Linked DNA regions of Arachis hypogaea: region 2 is linked to region 1. Evidence: chromatin contacts called from public Hi-C data. All regions are on one chromosome and are shown on one strand. The core of a region is the stretch at or near the end of the contact, and the rest is flanking DNA. Distances in the headings are between cores, read along the strand shown.

What was found. Hi-C and Micro-C count contacts between places; a contact is called where the count stands out from the background.
Region 2: a Hi-C map of leaf shows a contact between it and region 1, with 1.5 times the contacts expected there. The contact joins the enhancer-like site here to the promoter of LOC140180491 in region 1. A contact is called at or near these places in 2 of 8 Hi-C or Micro-C datasets (both in leaf).

Annotation. Positions count from the first base shown.
Region 1 is chr17:12,089,509-12,097,083 of arahy.Tifrunner.gnm2.J5K5, forward strand. LOC140180491 reads left to right here and starts at 3,301. Exons shown (of 6, transcript XM_072221695.1): 1 at 3,301-3,795; 2 at 4,027-4,661; 3 at 4,775-5,126; 4 at 5,879-6,018; 5 at 6,125-6,173. The coding sequence starts at 3,301.
Region 2 is chr17:12,136,330-12,143,121 of arahy.Tifrunner.gnm2.J5K5, forward strand. No RefSeq gene overlaps it. Among protein-coding and RNA genes, the nearest start is that of LOC112764190, 8.1 kb to the right of the region's middle. Within about 2 kb of position 4,407, at least 2 of the 3 cell types and tissues checked have open chromatin away from gene starts, as enhancers often do.

The sequences.
Region 1 (7,575 bases), core at 2,051-4,550:
TTCTACTTTCTCTTTAAATTTTTTGTATTTTTTTAACCCAACAATTAGCTCACCAAATATTATCATCATACCAGTAGTTTCCAAATAGTCATGAGATATCAAATCTTTCTTTAAAAAATTGAAGTCAAATAAGAAGATAATAATAATAATAATAATAATGACAATAAATTTTTACAATAATAATGAATTTCTTTTGTATTAAGAGAAGTCACGTGTACCCTGTTTCAAACTTTCAAGTTTCAATAATGAATTTCTTTTGTCCCTAGTGTATATGGGGCCATATTCACCAACACCGTAACTACGTCACGGAAATTATTAACACAAATAAATTCTACTCAATCTTTTCTATATTAACGTATAATTTATTTTTTATAATATATTAATTTTTAATTAAATAATATCTGGATCTAATTATTAATTATATAATTTAAATTACTTCAATTTAATTAAAATTAATATCTTAACTATAATAAAATTATTTTATAATTAAATTATCATTTAAAATAAGTAATTTTATAATTTTTTAAAATATTAATATTTAATTTTTTTTTCGAGATCATTCCTCTTCAAACACAGAAAAAAAACCTTTTTTTGTTAAAGGCTGTGTATTAGCTTTCTACTTTATTGTTAATTTGTTTGTTAAGTGGTTTGGTCACGATGACCTTTCTTTGCATAAGTCATTATGAATTTTTTTTTTCATAATTAAACATTCAACAATAGTTTGACAATGTTATAGTACTTTTTAACTCCGATCATGAGAAAGTAAGAAAGAGAGCGAGAGAGAGTGGGTTGGAGAAATACAAATTGGGTAGGTCTAGGCAGTCACGATCCAAAGTCAAGGATCTAAGGATTTGGAACCGAAAAGAGTACGTCTGTTTGGAGAAGGAATCCTTTAGTATTTTTGTGGATGGGCTACCAGAAGATATATCAAAACATGAATTGTTTGGCTTTTTTTCGTGGACAGGGCGGATCATTGACATATATCTATCAAGGAAGATGAGAAATGGTGCGGTATACTTTTTTGCGTTTGTACGATACACCACAAAGGGAGGAGCTTTGAAAGCAATTTCAGAAATGAATCGAATGCGATTGCGAGGTCAGGAAATTTTTGTGGGAGAGGCGAGGTATAGACGGGATACTGACCAGGGGAAGAAGGCAGTGGTTGTGGACACTATGATTCGGCGGACTGATGATGGGGTTGTGGAACGTCGAAAAACTAGTGTTCTGGGAGGGGAACAATCGGAAGAACGGAAAAACATGGACACTGGTAAAGATATGCATGGAAAGTGTGGGACGAAGTAGATAGACGTCTTGGTGGCATAGCCTAAATTGGGCTGTTACAGAAGAGTGTTATTGGTACCATGATGACAGTTATAGACTTTGGTTTGTTGAACGCGACAGCTCGTAAGGAGTGGCCTCACGTGGTCAAGGTTTGTGAGATGGGGGCATACAAAGCCTTACTAACCTTTGATAGCATTCGCAGTATGGAAGCGGCGCTCGCACTTAACGGGAACGGCCTGTTGAAGTTTTTCCATAGGGTATGGAGGTGGGAGGAGAATGACTGATGCGAAACTAGAAGGGTGTGACTCGAGTGCTTCGGAGTACCGCTACATGCTGGTCGGAAGCTGCGTTCCGTACAATCGGTGAACAGTGGGGTAAGGTGGTGAATTGTGACGATGCAACAAAATCATGCCAGTCCTTTAGTGTTGGACGAGTGCAGATTGACACATGTATGTTCGAGGTCATTCATGAATGGGTACACATTACTGTAGGGATGGTTGGATTCGATGTGTTCGTAAAGGAAGCGGGAACTGAAGTCGATGGCTTACTGCCTTGTGTGATGAAGGATGTGTTAGAAGGCACTGATGGGTTCTCTATGGGAGAAAAATGTGCTATAGGAGATCCTGGAAATCACCAGGGTGGTAATAGCAGTAATACGCAGCTGTCGGAATGGGATGCAGCAGCAGATTTGATGGTGACGACGGTTAGGGAGGAGGATCAACGACAAAAAAAAGTTGTTATTCAACATGAGGATTTGAATGAGTGGAGAAATCATTTTTTAAATTTGAAAACAGCAAGAATAACAGTTAGGTCAATCAATTCTGGTGTGCTGAGGGCTGATCAATCGGATTTTGCAGCAAGTAATGAAGATGCTAATTCGGATAGAACTGAATCCTGGAATTATAGTAGGACCGGGATGGTGGCTGGGGTGGAAATTAATAGCAATAGTAGGAAGGGCGGACTCGGGGCTACTGACGCTAATTCTCTGTGGACAATCAGAGTTTTGGTAGAAGACAGATTGGGAGTGGGTTTTGCAGCTGAGTACGATGCTTATGATGCTATTGAAGGAAGGCATAGGGAAGAAGGGTGTCGTGCAGGAGTTCGGGCAAGGATTAATGGGGATGAACATTCGAAGAAAAGTTGTCCAGGTTGTTGTTCAAAAAACGTTGAATTGGCTAATGAGATAAAAGATGATGGCCAAGAGGTAGATGCGACACAAGGACGACTTGATAGGGAGGACAGAGGGACTGGTGAGACTCGGAGGGTTGCAGAGAACTTGGAAGATGCAAGAATATCTGAAGGCAGCGAAGCTGAGACTGAATCCTCTGAAACCAAATGGGATGATGAAATGCAGGAAAACAAGAAAGCATGGGAGTTGGCAGTGGAATCTGGAGTAGTTTAGTATAATGAGGAAGATGATATTATGGCTATACTCCAAGCACAGAATAAGAAAATTGCGCAGAAGAAAAAGCAAGCTGAATAGAAGGAAAAGGCAAGAAGAAGTCGGCCGAAAAATCACAAAAAGGTGTGTACAATTAGTTTAAAATGATTTTTGGTTCTTGGAATGTTAGGGGTTTGGGGGGAGTTGGAAAATTGAGTATGGTAAAGCGTTTTAGGAGAAAATTTTAGTTGAATATGTTAGGTTTAATAGAGACAAAGAAAGAGGTAGTAACCAAATATGATGTAGTGCAATTGTGGGGAAATAATGTGGTAGGATGGGAGTACGTGGGGTCAGAAGGTGCTTCCGGTGGGCTATTGTTGATGTGGGATGAAACGATTTTTTAGAGGAGCAACGGTTATAAAGGGAAGAGATGGTTGTGTGTGGATGACGTTGTGCTAAAATATAATTTTAAGTGTGCTTTCTGTTTAGTGTATGGTACGCACCAAAGGGAAGAGAAGTTTGTCATGTAGGAAGAGCTGAGCTTTTTATATGGGCTTTGTCAAGTACCTTTTTGTTATTTGGGGGACTTTAACGAGGTTGTTCAAGTGGAAGAGAGGAAAGGAGCTACCACTTTGACAATGACTACAGCTGAATTTAAACTTTGGATTCAAGATATGGAGTTTTTGGACGTTGCACTTGCTAATCGTATGTTCACATGGTTTAGGGGTCAGTCGTGTAGCCGCATTGATAGAGTTCTGGTTAGTTTGGAGTGGTTAGAAGAGTTTCCTGAAACAAGGCTTAGAGGAGGTCCAAGAGGTTTATCATACCACTATCCATTGATTGTGGATATCACAAGATTGGGAGGGGGGCCGAGACCTTTTCGGAGTCTGGATGCTTGGTTTACTCATGAGGGTTTCTTGCGGATGGTGAAGGGGGAGTGGAGGAATTTGGGCGACGTACAATTCATTGACAAGCTGAAGGCTTTGACGATCCCGCTGGGTAAATGGCATAAGGAGAATTTCAGGGACATGGATATGAAAATTATGAAGTTTGAAGAAGAGATAAAGAAAGTAGATGATATGGTTAGCAATGGGGTTGTTGATGGAACTGTGGAAGCAAGAAGGAGGGTGCTGGTGAGCTCTTGTAAGAAATGGTATATCAGAAAAGAGTTACATTAGAAGCAGATGTCGCGATCTAGGCATGCCAAGGAGATGGATAAGAACACCCGCTATTTTCACAATCTAGCCTCAGCTCGAAGGAGAAACAATTGGATTGAGTCCTTACTTATTTATGGGAGGATAGTGAGAAATCAAGTAAGGATTAAAGTTGCTATCAGAGACTTTTATAAGAATTTATATCATCAGGAGACCTCGCCAATAATAGGGTTCCGTGATGGACTGGTTATCCGGATAACGGAGGAGGAGGCAACAGAGTTGGAATGGATGCCGTCTAATGAGAAAATTAAGGATGCAGTTTGGGATTGTGAGTCAACTAAGGCACCAGGCAGTGATGGGTATAATATGAATTTCATTAAGAAGTGTTGGGAGGATGTTAGTGGGGAGTTCACTGCAGCCGTGATGGGATTCTTTCAGTCAGCTATTTTACCTACGGATGCGAATGTTACTTGGGTGGCTTTGGCGCCAAAGTTTGTCAGAGCTAAAGAAATCAAGGACTTTAAGCCAATTAGTATGGTGGGTTGTATTTATAAGGTTATATCAAAGATCCTGGTTCAGAAGATGCATAAGATAATGCCAGGGTTGGTAGGAGAAACACATAGTGCGTTTGTGCAGGGTAGGAAGATACATGATGGGATTTTGATTGCATGTGAAACTGTGCAGTGGCTGAAGTTGAGGAAAAAGAGCTCGACAATTATTAAACTAGACTTCCAAAAGGCTTATGATCGAGTCAAGTGGAGTTTTGTGGATATTGTTTTGCAAAAGATGGGGTTTGGCCGTAGATGGAGGGAGTGGATAAAGGAGTGTGTGTGTTCTGCGTTTATGTCGGTCCTAATAAATGCCTCTCCCTCTAAGCTCTTCAAAATGGAAAGGGGTCTACGACAAGAGATCCTCTTTCTCCCTTTCTATTTGTGCTTGTTCTGGATGTTCTACATAGGATGATTAGAGAGGCGGTGCGGAATGGATGTATTACTCCAGTGTTGGTTGGAAGGGATAACATTGAGTTGTCACATTTGCAGTTTGCGGATGATACTATACTTTTTTGTCCTTCTGAAGAAGAGACGATCAGAAACTATAAGCGGTTGCTGCGCTGCTTTGAGATGATGTCAGGGCTAAGTATCAATTTTGACAAGTCCAACTTGATTCCGGTTAATTGTGAGCAAAGTTGGGCACAACAGATGTGTCGACTGTTAGGGTGTAAAGAGGCGTATTTACCTGTCAGATATCTTGGCATTTCTCTGGGGGCGAATCCAAGGCTGGTCAAGACACAGAAACCAGTGATTGATAAGGTATAGGAAAAGCTAAGTCTATGGAAAGTAAAGTCTCTGAATAAAGCGAGTAAGCTGGTTCTCATTAAATCTGTTATTAATAGCCTACCTATTTACTATCTCAACTTATACAAAATGTCGAAGGTAGTAGCAGACAAAATAATATTCTTACAAAGACGCTTTTTGTGGAGTAAGGAGGACGGGAAAGGCAGAAGGTTTGGGAGTTGGTTATGTGGTAATTCGGAATACAACGCTCCTGTTCAAGTGGTGGTGGAGATTTTCGAAAGAGGATTGTCCACTTTGGAAGAAAATTGTATGTTCCTATAATAACATGAATTCTTCTGAGATGATTTGTGATCAACTTGTACCTACAAGAGGGGGTCCTTCGAAGGATATTTGTCAATTACAAATCAGGGAGCCACAAGTGAGAAAGAAGATGATTAGAGGCTTGGCTATGGTTCTAGGGGATGGTAGGATAATCCGCTTCTGGGAGGATAGCTAGTTACCTTGTGGTATTCTGAAAGTTACTTTTCCAAGACTTTTCTCGGTCTCAAATCTTTAAGGATCTGTCATAGGGGATTGTGGGTTCTGGGATGGGTTAGAGTAGATTTGGAATTTCTAGTGAGAACGAGAGTTATTTCAATGGGAGCTAGAACTAGTAAACCAGCTTCATGCGGTTCTGCAATTAGTGAAACTGACAACTGAGAGAGAGGACAGAGTGATCTGAAAATTTGATAAAAAAATGTGTTTATTCTACTAACTCATTTGTACAGGTATTGCAGGCAGAGGTACTTCCTGTGGAAATCACAAGCTATAGCTTCACTAGTACTATTTGGAGAGGATTCGTCCCACCAAGGGTTGAGTTGTTTACTTGGTTTGCACTGGTTGGTAAGGTGAATACAAGGGAAAGACTGTATAGATTAGGTGTTATTGGCTAGAACGATAACATGTGTGTTTTATGTCATAAATCTGTTGAAACTGCTTTTCACTTGTTCATTGGTTGTGAGCTCACTTGTCAGGTGTGGTGTACTTAGTTGTTCGCTCTTGGAAGGATATGGACTATTCCAGGTATGCTCAAGCAACACTATGAAAGTTGGACGGATATATCAGCGAGAAAGATAGAACGGAAGCGGTGGTTGGTTGATTTTTTTTTTTTGCGGTCATTTTGACAATTTGGCTAGAAAGAAATGATAGAATCTTCAAAAATCAAGGTTCATGTGTGGTGGATATTATTAACAGATCCTTTATAAGTTACGATGAGTGGATTGGTGATAAACCCTATGGTTGTTGATGGTAATGTCGGAGATGGCTACGGATTGTTATTTTTAGTGTTATGAATTTTTGTTTCTTTTTTTTTGCTCCACCTTGTTGTATTGAACTTTTTTACTTAAAAAAAATTAAAATTTTAATATTAATAGTTAGATTTATTTAAAAATTTAAAAGTTCACATTATTTATAATTTTGTAAAAATATCTTAAAAAAAATAAAAGAATAGATAAAGTGATATCTAAATCTTTCAACTATTACCACAGGAAAATAGTAATGGTTATACTACATTATAGAGTGAAGGATGATTTTTATAATTTAAAAAATAAAGATAAGTTCGTGCTCCAGGTTTGGAGGATCGGTTACCATTATTATTGAAGTCCAACCAACCTAATAGTTTTAGAATAGTATTATAAATTAAAAAAAAATTAAAATAAACATATTAAATTAGTGATAATATAATGTAAAATAACAAAAAAAAAAATGAAATAATAATTTAATTAATTTTAGTCTCACAAAATACATATTTTATGGATAGATAACAAATAATGCATGTCTTTGATCCAATTTTTTGTTAAGTCATCTAAAAAATTACTTTAAAATATATATACAAGATGATAAAAAAAAATTGATAGAACCAAAATTTAATCTCAAAAAGTAAAGAAGTTTCAGGGAAAACCATGATAACAACAACAATTGACATGGGATTTTAACGACATTGTTAAGGATTGATCTACGGCAGAAGAGAGATCGAGTAAGAGAATAAAAGATAGCGACAATGTCGATGCTTCTTGTCATGACGACAACGGTGATACTTGGGACGACGGTGAAACGATAAAAACAACAAAATGAGGAGTGACAGAATGCTTGAAGTAACAAAAACAAAAAATATTTTTTTAAGAAAAAATGATTTGAGAAAAAAAAATTTGTTATTAATATTTTAAAAAATTATATAATCATCCGTTTTAAATAATAATTTAATTACAAAATAGTCTTATTATGGTTAAACTGTTAATTTTAATTAAATTGAAATAACACAAGTTATTAACATAGTAAGTTAGTAAGTAATTAGATTAAAATATAATCTAATTAAAAGTTGGCATATCATAAAAAATAAGTATATCATAAAAATAATAAAATAGAATTCACCTTCTTCTTCTTATTATAAAATTAAGTATATCACAAAATTTCATAGATGTACTAA
Region 2 (6,792 bases), core at 3,157-5,656, 48 kb after region 1:
ACTTTCAGCAATGACTATACCTTTAGTTTCCTACTCTTTGGTAAGACTTCTCAATATTTTTCTTACTAGCATATAGCATCCAAGCTATTGAGGATAGTCATGAATCTCTCGAACATTTCATCAATATTTCTCCTTTCTTCATAGCAAATATCTCTTATTCTTTTCTCATCATATCGATCCTTATTTCCTTCACTTGTTCTGTGCCCTCATGAGTGACTTGAAATTTATTCCAAATCTTTTTTACTGTTTTGCACCTTGATATCTTCCAATACTCCTCAAAACTAATTGAGAAGTGCATCATGTTGATTGCTTTGACATTTAGCTCCACCTTTTTCTTGTCTTTATCATTCCATTCAACTTCTTCTTTAGGTGTCACAACTTCTTCTACACTTGTTTTTGTTAGAATCTGTGAACCGTTCATGATGATCTTCCAGATATTATAGTCAACAGATTGGACAAATATCTGCATTCTTTTCTTTCAGTAGTTATAATTCTTACCGTTGAAGAAGGGAGGTCTGTTGTTGGACTAACCTTCAGTGAGTGTGTAAACTACAATATTAGAACCCATGTTATTGGCCATTTGAATCTTTTTTTCAAGCTGTGAAGCTCTGATACCAATTGAAGATTTGAGAATGACCTAGAAAAGGGGGGTTAAATCTATGACCTCCTTTTTTAACTCCTTTTGCTTCTGACTGGAATAGAAACTTGATTGATGATGCGTTTGTTAAGTTAAAATTTATGAGACAATTTTATTTTGTCTCTTCACGATGCATTCAGGAATAGAACAACTCTTTACTTTTAAATAGCTGTGATATCTGAGAAATATACAATGTAGGAGACACTTTTATTTTGTCTCTTAACAAAATAAATCAGAAGAAGAGTAGATTAGAGAAAATCACACAGCCATGTATTCTGGTTCAGCCAGCATGTGCAATGTGACTTACATCCAGTCTCCTCCACAACAATGGAGAAATTTTCACTATCTTTCACAAAGATTACCAATACCAATTTTTTTAGGATTCAACCCAATCCTATCTGGGACAAACCCAACTTCTACCCAAGCTAGATTTGGCTAGGTTCATTTCCTAGACTTGCAACCACTAAGTGCTCACTCAACTTAGAAAGGAAACTCCCTTGGGATCATGTGTACAAAATAGAAAAACATACAAAAGAATTTTGACATAATTTTTGACTTTTTTTATATCCCTCTTTGTCTTTTCTCTCAATGACTTTTACTGATACTTCACTAAAAGATGAACTCTAAAGAACAAAAATTTAATGTAAAATTCTAAAAGAAAAGAAGGGTAACTTGTAAGTTATGAGAACCCAAACTATGTGCTCACTCTTTGAATCAATCTCTGGTTGTTTATCCCTTTAAAAGAGGAGTAAAACTTTCAAAGTTTAAAACTTGGTTTGAGCAGTTGGCTTTCTTCTTTTTCAAATATCACAGCAGCAGCAGCAGCAGTGCGAAAAATAACAGTAGTGATTAAATCTAACATACAAAAAAATTTTGCTACTTCTCTTTCGTCTTTTTTTATTTTTCTTCAAGAATTTGAGCAATTTATCAATACTTTGCCTTTAAATTTGATTCTTGACCCTTGATTTGTAGCAGAGTTTTATAGCCTCCACTTTCTTCAAATTTTTAATTTGGTGCTTGAGGGAGGATAGCATCTTCAACAAGTTACTTAATAAAGCACAAAAAAAGAAATTATTTTCTGAATCACCTTAAATTGATCGTTGTTTTTTGTTGTCCTAGCCTCTGACTTTCTTCTTCTTTCTCTTTAATTTTTTTATTTTGGTAATCAATTTTTTTTTCTTAATTTGAGTTCTAATCAGAACTACTTTTTTCTAGCTTACTCTTGAAAGTAGTCACGTGAGTAGAGAAGAGAGAAAAGGAAGAATTTATTCAGTTACATTGGCTTGGTTCATATGAAAATGTATTGTTTAGAGATTAGCAACTATTTTCTTGGGCCAAGATTGATTTGAATGAATATTTATGGGCCTGAACCATTTTAGGACTTTGTTAGCTTGTTTTTGGGTGTGATTTGATTTCAATAATCTCCTACATAATAAACAAATTAATCACACACATAATTGAGCTTTTAACTCAATAATAATGTTTAGTCATCTTCACTTAATTTGTTATTATTTCTTTAAATTCAATAAGGTTTGGAGTAAAATGAGAATCAAATAAATTAAATTATAATTAGTTCAGATTGAGAACAAATTGGTTTGGTGCGGATAATTGGATACCCAATATAATAACAACAACGAAGTCTTATCTCATTAGGTGAGATTGGATACCCAAAATAAATAAAAAATTGAAAAAATGATATTTTTTTTTTAAAGTTATGTAAATATGATAAACATATAATATCAACTAATAGGTCAATAATATTCTAACAATAACCAAATACTCTAAATTCACAATTATAATAGAGTTAGATTAATTAGTATAAAAGTTATATATATATATATATATATATATATAATTAGAATTTATATTTTTTTATTTAATAAAAGAGTTATTAAATTGTAAGTTAGTTCGAATTTCGTTCTTCCAAAATCAATACTCAAATTAATTATTATTGAGTATTATTAGATTGGGTCTAATTATACTCAATTACCCATTAATTTCAAAATTAATTTAATTGATTCGGTTCGGACTCACACAAATAATCGAGTTATTTAAACTTATGAACATTTCTAATCATTTCCTTTTTTTATTTTCTCTTTCCTCGTCTCTTTCCAATTTCACTCCATTTTTAAAATTTTAAATTCTGTCATTACCGCACAAAGTATCCATCTCTAATTTTTTTTTTGTCTTTTTACTTTAAAAATAGAATTCATAAGAATAATATTATTATTTTTAAATTAATGCTTTCATTTTTTTGTGTGAATTCTTTATAGTTTATCCTCCATACTCGTTATTTTTTGTTTCACGATAGTGGAAGAAATGTCATTATGAATTCAGGAGAATCTTTTATATTTTTAATATATCAAATTATTTCAATTTTAATCAAATTCATTAAAAATAAGGGATTTGATCTTAATAGATTTACAAATCGAATAATTTTATTTTAGATATATTTCTAACAAAATATTTGCAATGAAAAATAAATTAATTTTAATTTTATTATATTCCAAACATATCTGATGTGATTAGGACCTTCTTAATAATAGCATGACTTTGTAATTTCTATAGAAACTCTTTGAGGAGACCTATCAGAGTCTTCCTTGTCTTTGTTATCTCCCACAAAACTTTGCATATAAAATCACGAAGAGAGAATGTCTATTTCGACTCTTAGATCATTTGTTTAATTTGTGGAAAATTGTATTTTTTTATTATCCAAAAATATTATGACAGGCTTCACATATAAAATAAATTAGACTAATAAACTCCTGCAGCTGATTGTGAAACATTAACTGGTTAACATGTCAGGTGTGAGTGTCATAAGAAAAAAATTTTTAAAAATAAATACTAATAAGTCTCTAATAATTTTTAAAAATAAGATTAATAAATTCGTCCGAAATTTAAAAATTTTTCTTCTTCTTTCATAAATTCTGCTTGATCCCACCATTCCTTCACTCAATAATATTTTTTTTTACCAATCTTTGTTCTTATTTTTTTTAGAAGCTAATTAAGTTTCTCTCACATTTTATTCATATTTCAATAATCTTTCATACAATTTTTATTTTTAGAATTTACAAAAATAAAATATTTTAGTGTAGAGATCCACCACAAGTTGTTGACAGTAAAGATTTAAATAAATATATTTTTCAATCATATTGTTGTCCTATGCTCATTAGTTTCCCATATATATTATATAGCAATTCAATCCTAACAAAAATTTAAATCCGAAATCTCTTCATAAAAAATCAAGATATTTATGACTTTTGCCAATTTTCTTTCTATCGATATTAATCATGATAACAAAATAATACAATCCTACACGAGGCCCACTTCATAAGAAATCATGAATACATATAGACCATAGAGATTTGAGAGGGAACATGAACACTTACTACTTAAGATCTTAAACAGAACCTTTGTTTTATTCCCTAGTCCCTTTAAATAAATAAAAATACAAAAATAAACGTCCTAGTGTTGTAAGTTGAAACAACATATATTGTGACATGGCCCATGGCCACTCAAAACATGTAAAGACTAATTAAGGAGAACGTGCATGACATATTGACATGATTTAGAATTTGAATAACGACGACAATGTAATTTGTCACTTAATACCATCTTGTCATCTCAACACAACCCATAATCAGAAAATAGAAATAGAATCGGGAAACAGCTCACATGTCTCTTAACATTGGAGACATGAATGGATTTCATGTGATCCTAACCCAGCAACCAGCACCAACTACCAATGCAAAAAAATTGAAATGGGCATGGCCATGGCCATGGGCTACCATTCTCAATTACACTTATATTAGAATGTTGGTCGGATCTTCGCTTCTGTGTCCAATTAGACGCTTACTACTAAGTCAAAAATTATAACTACCGTTAATAACCATTCAATTAAAATGTGACATGTGGAACTCTAATTGGTTTTTGACTAGTTGAAGACTTGCATTGTCTATTTTTTCTGTGGTTAAAGTTTAAATACTTAATCTTTCTCTTAACGAAATCAATCTTAATTTTTTAATCTTCTATATAATTGAATGAAGAAAAAATATTACTTAATTTGTGTCTATGATTGTTGCTTCTTGAATGTTCTTAGTGAAAAAAATTTGAAAAAGACTAACAAGATTATTATATACACGGTATACAGTGTGCTATCATCTTGATAGTTGATAATCCATATTTGATGATGATTTTTAGATTGAAAAAAATAGAATTTATTAATTTAATTTGTATTTATTTTTTATAAATGTATATTTTTGTGAATTTTTGTTAATTATACTTAATTGATTGAAATATGTTTTTTAGGTTTTTAGAATTGTCAAATTTATTTCATTTTTATTTCATTCGATACATTGATATATTTGTTTAAATTGTTTAAGGTTTAAAAGACAATAATAACTTAAAAAGATAGAAGAAAAATATGCAAAAATAAAAATTTTATAAAAAAAATAAAGATTTGACAATTCAATCCATTTCTGATGCATTTAAAAGAAAGCATGAAGAAAGGATCAAACATAATTTATCATACACTCATTTTTTTTAGGATTTTAGTCCTTAAATTTTAGAACTTCTCTCTATGATTCAAGAATTTTTTATGAATTTTTCTTTAGTTCTAAGTTTTAGTTTTGTTTAATTGTAGTTTTTAGTTTATAATTTCTTGTTTGCTACTCTAAGTTTTTTAGAATTTTTTTGTTACTTTTTTTTATTTTACTATCTTTTAGTTCTCGGTAGAATTCTCATTTTTCATTAATGAATTTGATGTTTTATGTTTTATTATTGCTTATTTGAGATGTTAGTATTGCTTTCTTGAATTGGGTAGTTATAGATTTTACTAATTCTTGTAACCTATGAAGTTTTATGTTTATGCACTAGAGCGTTTGATAAAATGCTTGAACTATTTATAGAATAAATTTTTATTTTTGGCTTGGGTTGAGAACTTGAGTGAACTTGAGTTATTAATGTCAAAATTAATTGATAATTTAGAGATATAGATTAATTTTATTTTTACTAATGTTAATCTTTTACTAATTTAATTATTTAATTGGTTAAGACTTGTGGATTAGGGTTAATTAAACCTAATTAATTTTTTTCAATTTGTAGAGATTAACGAATAAAATTTGCTCTTTGTAATTATCATGTTGTGGTTAATAACAAAAATAGTAATCTTTAACCCTCAATTCTTACCAAAATCTTTTATAACTTGAATTTATTTTATTTTTTTAATTCATTGTCTTAATTATTTTTAATTTAATCTCTTTACTATTTAATTTTTAATTGTGCTTTTAATTTTTTATTATTTAAATTTTCATCAATTATAATTAAATTCTCTGATCCTCTGATAACTAATAATTATGCACTATATTGTGATTTCAAAAAAGAATGATCCATGATTAAACTTTTAATTATTATTTTAAATATTTGTGACATCTTTTAACTTAATTTTGAGAATGTTAAATTTAGCATTCATCATTAGTCTTCCCCAAAATTTCCTCGCTAAGAACATTCAAGAAACAATGATTATCAACACAAATTAATTATTTTTTTTCTCTATTTAGTTATATGCAAAATTCGAAAATTAGAATAGATTTTATTTAAATTTTAACCACGGTAAAAATAAAATGTTCAATTGGACAAGTCTTCAACAAGTCAAATATCAATGAGAACATTCACATGTCACATTTTGGGTATGTCTAAAATGAGCTCAACACTTATATGATTATTGAATATATCACATTTATATAGACTATTAGATTTTATTAGATTAAAATTAAAGGCTAATATAAAAAAAGAGTATTGATGGACTCTAATAAATACAGAATATTATAATACATAAATAAATACTTTAAATGACAATACTTTAATACCCAATGTATTAAATGATAACAGAATTTTTTATTCTTAAATAATTAAATATAAAATATATAAATACAAAATATTTGAATATTTTTTATTTATTAAAATTAATTATGATACAAATTTTTTTATAATATTAAAAAATTATATTAAAATAATATTTTAAACTGTAATATAAAAATATAAAATAATTAAAATTTTATTTTATATTACTTGATAAATAATTAAATTATTATATTCAAAATTTATTAATTAACTACTTTTATTAAAAATATTATTATATAATATAATTTTTCATA